2 separate regions of the Muntiacus reevesi genome follow, and region 1 is linked to region 2. A link is a contact called in public Hi-C data. All regions are on one chromosome and are shown on one strand. The core of a region is the stretch at or near the end of the contact, and the rest is flanking DNA. Distances in the headings are between cores, read along the strand shown.

Region 1 (6,906 bases), core at 2,735-5,234, 1.2 Mb after region 2:
CTTTGTATGGAGGGGATAAAAGCAAAGCAAATTCTCACCCTTTTACGAGTAGAAGTAGGTCTTAGATCCTTTATGATGTCAATCAATTTAAACACTGATCCTGCAAAGTAAAAAAGATTTTGAGAAATTTCAGTAACATTTAACTAATTAAAATATTTTTATTAATCACTTGAAAAAAGTAGCATTTTCTCCCAGCATTACTATAAAAGTATTCTATTCCTTACCAGTCACATTACTGGTATTACTAATATTTAAAACAGTGTGATTTATTAGCAATGACAATAATTCTCAAACTTTATGAGTAAATAGATCTGAGCATTAACCCAAAACTAGAGAATTACAACAGTACATGCAAGCAAAGGGAAACAGGACTTCTCTGGTGGCCCCGTGGCTAAGAATCCACTTGCCAATGCAGGGGACATGTGTTCGATCCCTGGTCCGGGAAGATCCCGCATGCCTCAGGGCAACAAAGCCCTAGGGCCACAACTACTGAGCCTGCTGGACCTGGAGCCCATGCCCCAGGACAGAAGCAGCCACTTCAGTAAGAAGTCCACAAGGGACAAGACAAAGAGCAGCCCCCCTCACTGCAACTGGAGGAAGCTGGTAAACTGGTGTGCGGCAACAAAGACCCAGGACAGCCAAAAATACATGGAAAAAAAAAAGGAAAGGAAAACAAGAGAATCTGAAAACTGGATTCATATGGTGCTTGATCATTGAGGTTACTCTTTCAATTTGAAAAGGACAAACTTAGAAATATCAAAAGTAAACAAACTATAAACTTGACAGCTGGAGAGCTGAATGTGTACATTAGCTGAACATTTTAAATGCTAAAATTCTAGCAGGTGTAAGTGGAAATTCAGAGGATGGTACAAATGCACATTGAATCATTAGAAGGTTTCTTTGCAGTCAATAGAGAAACGCTAAGTCAAACACTGAAAGCTATTTTTCTGTCTTTTTTCTATTCCCATCTTTGGTTTATTCTGGCTGGTATGAGAAAAAAGAGATAAAAATGAAATAAGAGAAAAAAGTTATGGAGCACTAAATAAGATAAAGAATGGGGGAGGGCAGTGGATGGGAAATAAACCATGTTCTTTTACTAATGAAACATACACTGTGGTATTTAATTAGAAATATAACCATTGTTAGCATATATGAATGGGATGGTCATGAGGGTAGTGTGATGGATAGAAATGAACGGAACAGAATTAGACAAGGTCAAAATGTTCCTCCATCACTATTGTTTAAACAATAACTTATATTTCCCAAAGAAAGTGTACCTAAGAATTATCTTCAATATTATAATTTTTAAGTGTGCATTGGTATGAAAGCTAAGCAGTTGTAAAATTCTTTTGTTGAAACTGAAGAAGAGATTTATAGTTTAAAAATTAATACTTCATTATGAAATTTCACCTTTTTTTGTTTTGCTTTCACAAAGGATTCACAGAAAATAGTCAAGTTTGTCCAGAGGGAGAAGTAAGGCTAAAGATTCCAAAGTGAGTAGTGAATCAAAAATTTTGGAAAGAATCATGAAAGAAAGTGAAAGTGAAGTCGCTCAGTCTGACTCTTTATGACCCCATGGACTGTAGCCTGCCAGACTCCTCTGTCCATGGGATTTTCCAGGCAAGAGTACTGGAGTGGGGTGCCATTTCCTTCTCCAGGGCATCTTCCTGACCCAGGGATCAAACCCAGGTCTCCTGCACTGCAGGCAGACGCTTTACCCTCTGAGCCACCAGGGAAGCTATCCTGCTTTCCCATGAGGCTAAGGGAAAGTTATGTGTATTGATTTGATTAATGCATTTACATGATGACTGACAAGTTAGCACACAGGTTCCACTGACCAATATTTATGGGAAGGGGTGAAGGGAAAGGGGTCTGGCAGCTCCTGCCTACTATTTATGTGCTGTCCAAAGCCAGCTTTAGCAGGGGTTGTGGTGAAGGACTGGGGCTGCATTAGCAAACGTCCTCTGGGCTGGCTCCCTGGGCTTGCTTTGAACTCTTGTTCATCATTATTTTATGTGGCAGCTTGTCTTTGTGTTGGTGGAAGGGAAAAGAAAAACACAGGAGGCTTGCCTTTAGGTTTTTTTTTTTTTTTTTAAATTTTATTTTTTTTGCCTTTAGGTTTTAAATCAAAGCTCTGCGCTACTGATTGTTGAAGCGGATTTTCAAAGTGAGGACATTAAAATTCCTTGTTTCTGTGGACCAGGAGCTGAGGGTGATTATTTTTTTTTTAATTCTCAGTAGCAAAAAGAGCATTTTTCAATGTATCTTACGTTTATCATGAAACATCCCCAGTTTTGGGTTTGGTTTTTTTTCTTTTTCCCAATTTGATTGGCACTTGGAGAAGATAAAGCCAAGTGGATAAATGGAAAAAATAAAAAGGAAAAAGGAACCTACAGAGAGGATGCCAGTGGGCGTGTCTCATCATAGGATTTCAGAACCAGAAGGAACCCGGCCACTGCCCCTAACCCCACCTTTCGCGATAGTGACCCAGTTGTCTGACTCCTCTTCAAAAAGTCCCTGAAGGACCGGGCTCCCTGGATTCCCACTGCGCCCTCTTTGCCCTGCTCTTCGCTGCCTCTAGCGACAGACCGAGCGGCCCCAGAGGCGGGACTGTAGAAGGCGAAGAAAAGCTAGAGAGGGTCGGAGAAACTTCTAAGGAGGCAGAAGGTGAAATGCCTAGGTCAAGACGCTGGGCTATTTGCCCAAACGAGGAGAAGCAGCCTACTCGTCTCAGGCGTTGATTGCATAGAATAATCATAGCTCCTGCTGAGTAACCGTGATGCTTATTTTCAACTCTGGAAGGTCAGCTAGCCCCTTCCCTCTAGCCCCCCGCTGCCATCCCACCTTCTGCTCTTACCCAAGGGACTGTCTTCCCTTGAACACTGCGTGGGCTGGCCTTGTTCTTTATAACACGCTTCCTCACCTGTGTCTTAGATGTCTCTCCCCTGGTGGTGGTGGGGCGGGGGCGGGGGGATGGTTTAGTCGCTAAGTCGTGTCCGACTCTTTGCGACCCCATGGGCTGTAGCCCGCCAGGCCAAGAATACTGGAGTGGGTTGCCATTTCCTTCTCCAGCGGAATCTTCCCAACCCAGGGATCGAACCCAGGCCTCCGGCATTGCAGGCTGATTCTTTACCAACTGTGCTACCAGGAAAGCCCCTCTCTCCCCTCGTGATTCCCAAATCGTTGTCCTGGGCTTGTCCTAAGCTATAAACTCAAGCCCCTTTTAGAGGGACAGGACAGATCGCTGGATTCCTTATTTCAGCGAAACTCCAGAGGACCAATACTGCCCCCCTCCCCCAGTTTAGACCTACTCGGAAGACACTCAGAGATCGTGTATGGAAAGCGAGGAAGGCATTTCGACGCCGCTGGTGGGCAGCGGAAAGGGGTGGAAAGGGGGGCATCAGCGTTTGTGCGGAAAAGCGCAGAGTAGGAACCACGTGCCCACGTTCCCTACGGCCCTGCCCTGGCGACAGCTGGCACAGCCAGCGACCGGGAATACTTGGTGCGGGGCGGGGGGAGCAAAAGGCAATGCAGCCGGCGAGGAGGGTGGCTTTGGCCGCGTGAAAGGCTCTTTGTGCCGGCCCTCGGGGTGGGGGCAACGCGGGCGAGCGGGCCCGGAGGCTGGGCGTCCTGGCCCGCCGCTGCGCGCCCCTCCGCCGCCGAGCTGCCCAGATCCGGCGCGCGCCGGCAGGGGGAGACGTGGAGGGGTGGGGTGGAGACCCTCTAGATCTGGTCTTTGATAACGGGAGGGAACTGAACCGAACTGGAGGGAAGAGACAGCAGCTTGGAGAAAGCAAGGACGCAGCCAAGGGCTTTTTGCCTCCCGCCCCCCTCCCCTAGGGAGCCGGAGAGATCGCGGCGGCTGCAAGGGCGCAGCGCCTTCCCGGGCGCTCCCTCACAGTCGGGGAACCGGGAGGGCGAGCCCCCCCTCCCCGGCCCCCCCCAGGTTCCCGCCGCCCCCACCGGGGAAAGAGAAGCGGGCGCCGCGCTGCCTCGCTCAGCGCCCCGGCCGCGTGGCTTGCGGCTTATTTTCCCAGCTGGCAAGCGTCGTGCTGCAGACAAGGGAATGCCTGTGGTGAGTTGTTTATTTTGTTGAAGTTTGCGGTGGGCCGGAGGGCCGGGGTGGGGGGGATGGCGAGCGGCAGGCAGCGACCGGGACTGTTCTGTTTAGGTCTCCGTCCACCTGTGTGGTATAAATCTGCCCGCCTCGGGGCGGCGGGGCGCCAGGGTGAGAAAAGCCCAGCCCTGCAAAAGGCCCCTTCTTGCCACGTGCAGACCTAGAACCGCACTGGATTCCCCACTCCCGGCGTCGGCTGGATCGGCCGGATCCCCGCGAACACTGCCCCCCCCAACCCCCACGCCCGACCCTGCTCAGTGCTGAGGACGGGGCTAGCGCCCCAAAGGGGGTAGTCAGCGCCCACCACCCGGGGCCAGCTGGCCGTCGAAGTTCCTTCCCGGGTACCCTCGCCGCGGCTATGAGGCTCGCAGAGCTGGAGGCTTTGATGCGAGGGGCGCTCGCGAAATCAGTGGGGACTTGTTGGGGCTGTTTCCCGCAGCAAGTCGGGTCTGCCCGTGATTACAGCCTGGGGATCTGGGTTGGCCAGAGTTTCCCTGACTTGAAGCTGGGTGGGGTGGGGGATGGGGGCGAAGAAGGTAAGCGGTTGGCTCCCAGGGGAGCCCAGAGGAACGCCCCACCCCCACCCCCCAGGGGCTGATGGCAGTCGCGGTAGCGGCTGGGTTTGCCTGGAAGAAAAGCCTAAATACATTAGCGAGCTGGTAAAGCTTTTAAGGCCTTCTCGGGAATGAGTGGCTGGCTAATGAGAGGTTAATTCTGTTTGGAAGGGAAGGCTGCGCTGGTTTCCTGAGATAAATGGACAGGAAGCGCATTACCTCCGCGCGCTGGCAAGCGACTCCCAAATGCTTTTTGCACCTGCCGCTCTGAGCAGCGCGAGCCGCGGCTGAGCCCGCAGGGATCGCGGGGGCCAGTCGGGTACGAGCGGGTGATGAGCCCCACGCACGCCCCGGGCCCTCTCCTTCCGGGGGCGCAGCGCTCACCCCCGGCCCTGGAACTCCTCTGTCACACCCAGGTGCTGCGTGTTCCGGAGCTCAGGGGTCCCCCGATCCCGCCAAGCCCCCTCCAGGAGCGGAAGGGTTAAGAATGATGTAAGTACCATACACAAGCCGCTAGCCGCCGGGCCCTAGGGCTCCGGGCTGCTTTTCCCCGGCTTTGCCGGGGAACATCGGGGAACCTTTCCTCGAAAATGGGTGGCACACATCGTAGCCCCGGGGTGGTCTGTTAGAAGAGGGTCCTGGTAGATCTCTGCAAATGGAGATTCTGGGTATTAACAGGGGTTAGACATCATGTAAAGGTTCACGAAAAGAAACCACGTCTGTTTAGAATCCATTAATGTTGCTGGCATGTGTTTTATTTCTACCCATTTGGCACCTTCATACTGTGGGATGCTTTCCTGTGTCCCCTAATTGTACTGTTCTGGTTTCCTCTTTTCTTCCTGAAAACAAAGAGGAAGGAAGAAAGAATACAAGGGGCAAGAAACAGGGTGGATTTGTTTGAGTTGTGCAAGCTGTCACGTCACGGTTTTCTTTTTTATTAAAATATAAAACTTTTATAAGTCATCGATTTTATGTTTGTGTTCTAGCTCCCTCTCCAGATTTTTCTTTGTAGAGTCTTAAGACTCCTTAACTTGTGGCATACTAGCTGGGGAAGTGGGTTCGCTATAATTGACCATTCACCACGCTCTTGCTTCCCAAGCTGACTTGGGATCTTGTTAACAGTCCGAATGTACCCGGCGAATGTCAACTAACCCTAATGTCGTGAAAATAGGAACCACCTTGCGGTTTAATTGTGAAAATTAACATTTTCCTCTAGCATGCTGAACACTTATGCAGCAATAAAAAGTGAATTCTTAGGCGTATAAATCTTGGGCTTGTCAAACGTTTACAACAGAGGAGCAATAAAGTGCCTCAAAAGAAGTTTTTCCTCTAAGAAACAATAGCTCCATTTCAGGACGCTAGGACGTGCAGTGACTCGGGGGTGCCCTCTGTTGGTAAAATCTAGAGCAACCATGTACTTGAGGAACAGGATATAGGAGGGAGAAGAGGAAAGGGAGGAAAATTATAGAAAATCAGGAGTGAAAAAACTCCTGAACTCATACTAAACTGAATTTGACCCTTAACTCTTGGTTACATGTTTTAAAGTATGGCCAATAAAGTGGGATTCTTCTTTCATAGGAGTCGAACTAAATCTTGGGTTAAGGAAGAGGAACCATCTTACTATTAGTCTTTGTTAGCAAAATGCTTTGAAAGACGCTGTTTACATTGATTACTTTGAAAAAGAGGTTTACCAGGGTTTCATTGACTTGATTTCATTAGTAATATGTAGTAATTGCAAGAAAATCAATTTGGGGCTTAACAGTGTTTACTTCAGAGTATCACCTAAAAATCATATCACATAACTCTCCCCCCCCCAAAAGTCATTTCTCCAGGCAACTCTGAAGCTACTATTAAGCATATTATGGATACACACAAGACTTGGGTTATATCGTGGGCAGTGAAAGGTGTGTTTACCACTTGAGTCATCACAGTATGTAATAAGTAAGTAATGAAAAGTTGCAGTAAAAATAGATAGGCATCCTTCATTAGGGAGCTAGTGGTTTGTATAATTCAGAACGTGTGTAATGAGTAAGCTGGAGCGATGGAAAGTTTGCCCTCAATTATCCTGGTTCATTGATTGGCACTTTTTAACATGTGGAATACTAACATGTCCGTGGTTGATACGAAAATTCCTAAATTAGGGATTCTGAGTAATGTAGCAGGTAGAGTTGCAGACTGCGACTTGGATATAAGTGAATTTAAAACGGCAGCCCATTGCTGTTTGCGGGGCTGCTG
Region 2 (6,729 bases), core at 4,205-6,704:
AGACATCCAAATCATAAGACGTACCCAAAACAACCTCCTTTGAAATAGGTTTTCTGATAGTTTTTTTGCTTCTAATTTTTTTGCTCTCAGTTTAAATTATGTAACTATACAGGATAAACTATGTAAGACAAAAAGCCGTGTATAAGCAGCATGTCATAAAATCACCCCCTGTTCTTTATTTTTATCACACATACAAAAACCAATACACAAGTATTTCTTTAATGCAATTTCAGACTTTTTTTCTGTGTTCTACACATACTTAACTTTGCCTTGTTGATCATACTGCTGTTATGAAAAAAAATGTGGTTTTTAGAACTTCCTTGTAGTATTTTTAAAAATTATTACAAATGTCCAGTTTTTCAGATATTAAAGTAAGAACATAAAAAGTTTTTGCCAAAGATTTCAGTTAGTATAGGAAAACTAATTCTTGGTATAACTGAACTGTCAGTGGTAGACTTATGAAAAAACAATTTACCAAATAAGGGTAATTTTGAAATCCATATTGCTTCCAAACAATTGTTCAATTTACTGTTTAGTCAGAAAAATAGAAAATTAAAGAGATGACTCCTTTTTTAAGGGAAATATAAATTAAAGCAAATAATGCAGTCAAAATAGTACTATTAGTTAGCACTTACCAGATTCTTTGCCAACACCCATCTGGTTTCCAACAGACTCAACCACCTGTCTAGAAGACAATGTTTTCAAAGCTAGGTAATCATAGCCTGCATTTGTCAACCGATAGCCCTGGACAGCTAGACAAAATCAAATGAGAAAGATCATATTTTAGTTATATTGTACCGTCAAGTCACATCATGTCAAGAGAACAATTTAAACCTGGGAAGTCTTAGCTGGAAAAAGACTGGCTATCTAGTCTTATGAGTTTTGGCATTTCCTATAAGTTTTATTTCTTCTCTAGAGCAGTGTTACTCAAACAGTAATCTACAGACTGACACTGGTCTGTAAAGGCTTGTTACTAGTTTGTGACAAGTTACACAAACTGAAATTAAGTGGTTAAGCTAAAAATTTTTGTATCAATTTGTCTCAGTAGCATCCGACTCTTTGCAACCCAAAGGACTATAGTCCTTGGAATTCTCCAGGCCAGAATACTGGAGTGGGTAGCCTTTCCCTTCTCCAGGGGATCTTTCCTACCCAGGGATCAAACCCAGGTCTCCCACATTGCAGGCAGATTCTTTACCAGTTGAGCCACCAGGGAAGCCCAAGAATGCTGGAGTGGGTAGCCTATCCCTTCTCCAGTAGATCTTCCCAACCCAGGAATTGAACCTGGGTCTCCTGCACTACAGGCAGATTCTTTACTAACTGAGCTACCAGGGAAGCCCTATACAAACTGAAATTAAGTGGTTAAGTTAAAATATTTTTCTATCAATAATACAAAATTACTTTAATTCTAACAAGAAGGAATATGTGCCTGTATCTTGTCAGTTTTTTTATTTCATCTTTCTAGTATTTACATTATTTTATAAAGGCATGGACCCTTTATAAAGGTGGAAAAGAACCACAAACCATCACCACAGCGGTTTGAGAGGGAATGCCCTAGAGTCCTTTGGCAGACTGTACTTTCCCAAGACAGTAGCAATAGTATCTCTATTCTACCTGCTCTTCTGCACCTGGAACTTCCGAATCCCTTATCAGGAAGTGGAAGTTACTTCTCTAACTTCTCTGATCTGGGTGGGCCTGGTGACTGCTCTGAGCAGAACATGGTAAAAGTGTGCTGTGTCAGTTCCAGGTCTAGTGTTTTCTTAGCATGACAACTTCTATCTGCCTTTTGGAATACCTGCTCTGGGGGAAGCCAATACATGGAAAATCACAAATGGCGCCTCAAATACTTACTTTTGGTTCGCTCCCAAGCTATGAGTTTATGTTTTACTAGTTCTCTTAAGACTTTATTACAACCACCATGTTTAAGGCTGGCTATAGAAGCAACCAAACTGCAGGGAACAATTTCATGGTTCTTCATGCCCATTTCAACCTGAAATTGAAGAAAATAAAAATGTAACCATAATCAACATACAGTCGCTATCTATCAAAACTCTGGTAAAAACTTAACTTTTTTAAACTTCTCTGACCACGCAGTTCCGGAAGCAATTATGAGATATAATTATTACCTTCCCTAGTCATATTTTATATTGAGGAAAGTAGGAAACTCATGAAAATATTTAGTCAAGGGAAATACATGAAAAAGGTTGTTTTAAGGACATTAATTTAGCAGGAATATGCAAAGCAGTTTATGGAAGGCAAAAACTGGAGGTGGTATACTGGAGAACAAAGACAACAGTCTAAGTCAGAGAAGACAGAAGCCAGAATAGGGGAGAGGTGAAGGGAATGGTGGGAAAGAACTGAAGAAATTAGTATGGGAGAGACTGGCACTTGATACGGAAGGGTAAAGTGAATGAAGAGTGAAAGTTGAAGGAGAGGAAGGATTATTAAGATAATAATAAACACTATTTTAATGAAGTTTGGGAAAGGTGTGAGGAGGTAGAAAAGTTGCTTAATTCTATTTGAGCACATTGAGTTTGAGGTGTTGGAAGATCCTTCAAAAAGATACTTTAAAAGAAGATGTTAAGGAAAATTGGAAAGGGTGACCTGCACTTGGGAATGAAGTAATAACTACAGGAAAAAAATCTGTCAATTATTTAATGAAGAGATAAAGTCATGAAAGGGCGTGATCATTAATCAAGAATATAATGGGAGAAAAAGGAGGGATGAGGGACAGAACTTGGGCAGGAATTCACACCAAAAGGTAAACGGCAGCCAAAGTATGATTATTGATATAGGAGGCACCGGAGAAATAAAGGGAAGGAAAGGTGGTCACCTATATCAAGACTGGTAAGACTCAAGTGAGACTGAAATATTTTAACAATTAGGCCACTCCTTGGTGAGCTTCAAAAAGAACTTAAGAATTGCAAAAGTCAAGTTTTGGAAGATAAATCTGGCATCGTTCTGATTTCCCAACCAAAATCTCACACTTTAAACTTAATTCACCTTCCATGCTTTATTCTGTTTCTCTAACATTCTCTTGACCCCCTATTTCTGACAGTGGCATTAAGGGATGAGTTAATGTGCTAAACAAGTAGAGAATGAAAGTATCTTTTGACACTAGGTATTTAGAGGACGTCTACCTGAATTTCAGAATCTATGGGAGGACAAAAAATTGTCTTCCAAATCTTACAATGAATTTGCATTTCACAGTTTAGTCCTTAAGCAATGTCTATTTAAGCAAAAGATAACAGCTCCGAAATAAATGTGTTTTATTCTGCAAATGCCTAACCTATGTGCTGATCTTTGTGCTACAATGCTAAGACCATAAAATCAGTTTTTGTCACTTTCCTGTTTAAAAACATTCAGGGACTCCCCTATACTTAGAATTTATTTTAAATTCTTTACCAAGCCTGTATGGCTCTATATCTACAGCATATCATCTGGCTCTCATCTTTTCCAGTTACATCTCCAACTCTTCAGCTTCTTTCTTACTTTGCTCCAGCCAACCTGGCCTTTCTAGTCTTCAAAAGTTGTTCCTGCCTGCGGGTTTTCGCACTTAACCACTGGTTTCCTCTCCCTTAAATTCTTTGCAAGGACTTTATTCGGCAGGTTCCTTTCTACTCAGCTATTATGTCCGCCCTCCTCCACCCCCCGCCCCCATTCTTTCTTCTACTTAACACGTATTTATTCAGTACCAAGTGCCAGAACTTTTTAAAAAACGGACAAGATTCTTGCACTCAGACAGTGTTGCCTAACTGAAGAGTTTAAAAACAGTATTCAGGCCCCTTGCCCCCATCATGCTGAGTTTCTATTTTATTATCCTCTTATCATCTTCATAACACTTTTTACCTGATATCCCTGTTATTTATTCATTTACTGGATGACTTGTCTCCTTTCTCTTATCTGTCCTGTACCCTCTGCAATTCCCTAAAACTGTTACTAAAAATCCATTAAGTATGTGTTGATTCAGTGAAACTGAAGGAGTGCTATGTGACTGAGTATGTTAGTAGGAAATGCAGTTCAGTTCAGCCGCTCAGTCGTGTCTGACTCTTTGCGACCCCATGGGCTGCAGCACGCCAGGCCTCCCTGTCCATCATCAACTCTTGGAGCTTGCTCAAGCATCCAGTCAGTAATGCCATCCAACCATCTCATCCTCTGTCCTCCCCTTCTCCTGCCTTCAATCTTTCCCAGCATCAGGGTCGCTGCAAATGAGTCAGCTCTTCGCATGAGGTGGCCAAAGTATTGGAGTTTCAGCTTCAGCATCAGTCCTTCCAATGAACACCCAGGACTGATCTCCTTTAGGATGGACTGGTTGGATCTCCTTGCAGTCCAAGGGACTCCCAAGAGTCTTCTCCAACACCACAGTTCAAAAGCATCAATCTTTCCCGTTCAGCTTTCTTTACAGTCCAACTCTCATATCCATATGTGACTCCTGGAAAAACCATAGCCTTGTCTAGTCGGACCTTTATTGGCAAAGTAATGTCTCTGCTTTTTAATATGTTGTCTAGGTTGGTCATAACTTTTCTTCAGCTACCAATTAATTCTCTTCAAGAGTCTTAAACAAAAAAAAAAAAAAAAAGAAAGAAAGAAAAGTCTTAAATCCTTCTCGGTCGGAAAAAGAAGCTCAGGGTCAAAGAAACTTCCCAGGCCACAGAGACTGGAATGTGATTCTGGAGAAGGGGAGCAGAAAGGACGGACGAGCGGGGGCCTTTGCTTCAAGTGGGGGAAAATAAAAGCTTGTGGACAAAGGCTTTTGAAAAACCCGACTATCTGATCTTCTTTTTCCTCAGTCCCAACGTCGGCTGCGTTCTGGGGGCACTAGGGGCCTTGCTCAGCTCCCAGCAAACCTGGAGCAAGAGAAAAGGCACGCTCGGTGGAAAAGGACAGAGGAGGGGGAAAAACGGGGTACTTCTTACCGCTGTCAGGACCCTGAAGTCATCCCGGCTCATGTAACGCAACTTGGCCACATTCACCTTCCCCATGGCGGACCGGAACTCAGGCAAACCCGGACGACCAGGAGCGCGGTTAACGCAGCTTCTCACGCTTCTCACGGCGCCTGGGCGGCTCGCGCACGCGCAGTTTATCCTACAGGTCCTTGTCACTAAGTAGATGTCCCGTTCTCACTGACTTGGGGCAATGAAACATCTTGAGTCTGGTGAAGCACATAGTGGAACAAAGCAGAGTACTTTTTGTAAAGTGATTTTGTTATGTCGCTGAATTGGCTGACTCTTTAACTGCTCTAGAGATCATACCCCGTTTTTGTTTTTTTTCATTTCTGTCAGGACCGACTGTCTAAAGGCCCGCGACCTGCCTTTTAAGAGCAGAGTGGAAATTTAATGAGAAGACCAAGTTTTATCTCCAAACAGCAACTCCTTTAGATGAAGTGAGTTACATCAAGAAAGGGACAAAAAGAACTTGAGCTGGACTCAGGAAACCCAAGGCTATTCGGTAAGAGTAATCGCGGGAGCGGGTCCGTGTCTAACTGCGCATGCTCACGACGGGCCGCCATGGTGGAAGAGAACTCTCGCGTCACTTGGCGTACTTGGTCGAAGATGCTCCCTGAGACTCCCCAGTGCGCCTGCGCCGCCTGGGGGCGGGGTCTGGACTGACGTGGGAGGGCGGGGTTGCAGTCGGCATCTCTCTCGCGCTTTTCCAGAGAAAGTGCTCAAGTGGACGGTTCCCAGTGGAACTACACAGTTGTTATCGAGGGCCTAATTTAAAGGCTTTCGGCGAACTGCGGACACAAGTCCTGGGACTTTTCCCTAGGTAAACAAAAATGTAACCTGAGCCGTACCGTTAATAGCTTGGACCTCGACAAAAAGGGTGCCTATTCTGTTTTTTTATAAGGATGACAAAACTTGTAGGATAATGTTTGCGTTTTTGTCTCATCTAAGGAACTATGGTTTAAGCCTTTCAGTTCAGTTCAGTTGCTCAGTCGTGTGTGCATGGACTGCAGCACGCCAGGCTTCCCTGCCCATCACCAACTACCAGAACCTACTCAAACTCATGTCCATGGAGTTGGTGATGCCATCCAACCTTCTCATCCTCTGTTATCCCGTTCTTCTCTCGCCTTCAGTCTTTCTCAGCATTAGCATCTTTCCCAGTGAGTCTGTTCTTCGCATCAGGTGGCCAAAGTATTGGGAGTTTCAGCTCCACTATCAGTCTCTCCAGTGAATATTCAGGACTGATTTCCTTTAGGATTGACTGGTTTGATCCCCTTGCAGTCCAAGGGACTTTCAAGAGTCTTCTCCAACACCACAGTTCAAAAGCATCAATTCTTCAGCACTCAGTTTTCTTTATAGTCCAACTCTCACATCCATACGTGACTACTGGAAAAATTGTAGCTTTGACTAGGCGGACCTTTGTTGGCAAAGTAATGTCTCTGCTTCTTAATATGCTGTCTAGGTTGGTCATAGCTTTTCTTCCAAGGAGCAAGCGTCTTTTAATTTCGTGGGTGCCCTCACAATCTGCAGTGATTTTGGAGCACAGGAAAATGAAGTCTGTCACTGTTTCCATTGTTTCCCCGTCTGCCATGAAGTGATGGAACCAGGTGCCATGATCTCGGTTTTTTGAATGTTGAGCTTTAAGCCAGCTTTTTCACTCTCCTCTTTCACTTTCATCAAGAGGCTCTTCAGATCCTCTTCACTTTCTGCCATGAGTGGTGTCATCTGTGTATCTGAGATTATTAATGTTTCTCCCAGCAATCTCGATTCCAGTTTGTGCTTCATCCAG

The links. A called contact is a pair of places that touch in the nucleus more often than the background predicts.
Region 1: a Hi-C map of blood shows a contact between it and region 2, with 3 times the contacts expected there. The contact joins the promoter of RGMB here to the promoter of RIOK2 in region 2. A contact is called at or near these places in 2 of 3 Hi-C or Micro-C datasets (blood and muscle).

The regions. Positions count from the first base shown.
Region 1 is chr1:273,724,655-273,731,560 of mMunRee1.1, forward strand. RGMB (repulsive guidance molecule BMP co-receptor b) reads left to right here and starts at 3,985. Exons shown (of 5, transcript XM_065919420.1): 1 at 3,985-4,075; 2 at 5,088-5,163. The coding sequence starts at 5,159.
Region 2 is chr1:272,501,451-272,508,179 of mMunRee1.1, forward strand. RIOK2 (RIO kinase 2) reads right to left here and starts at 5,455. Exons shown (of 9, transcript XM_065919299.1): 1 at 4,914-5,455; 2 at 1,849-1,987; 3 at 636-752. The coding sequence starts at 4,979. It overlaps LOC136157466 (a long non-coding RNA gene), which reads left to right and starts at 5,662. Exons shown (of 3, transcript XR_010661273.1): 1 at 5,662-5,763.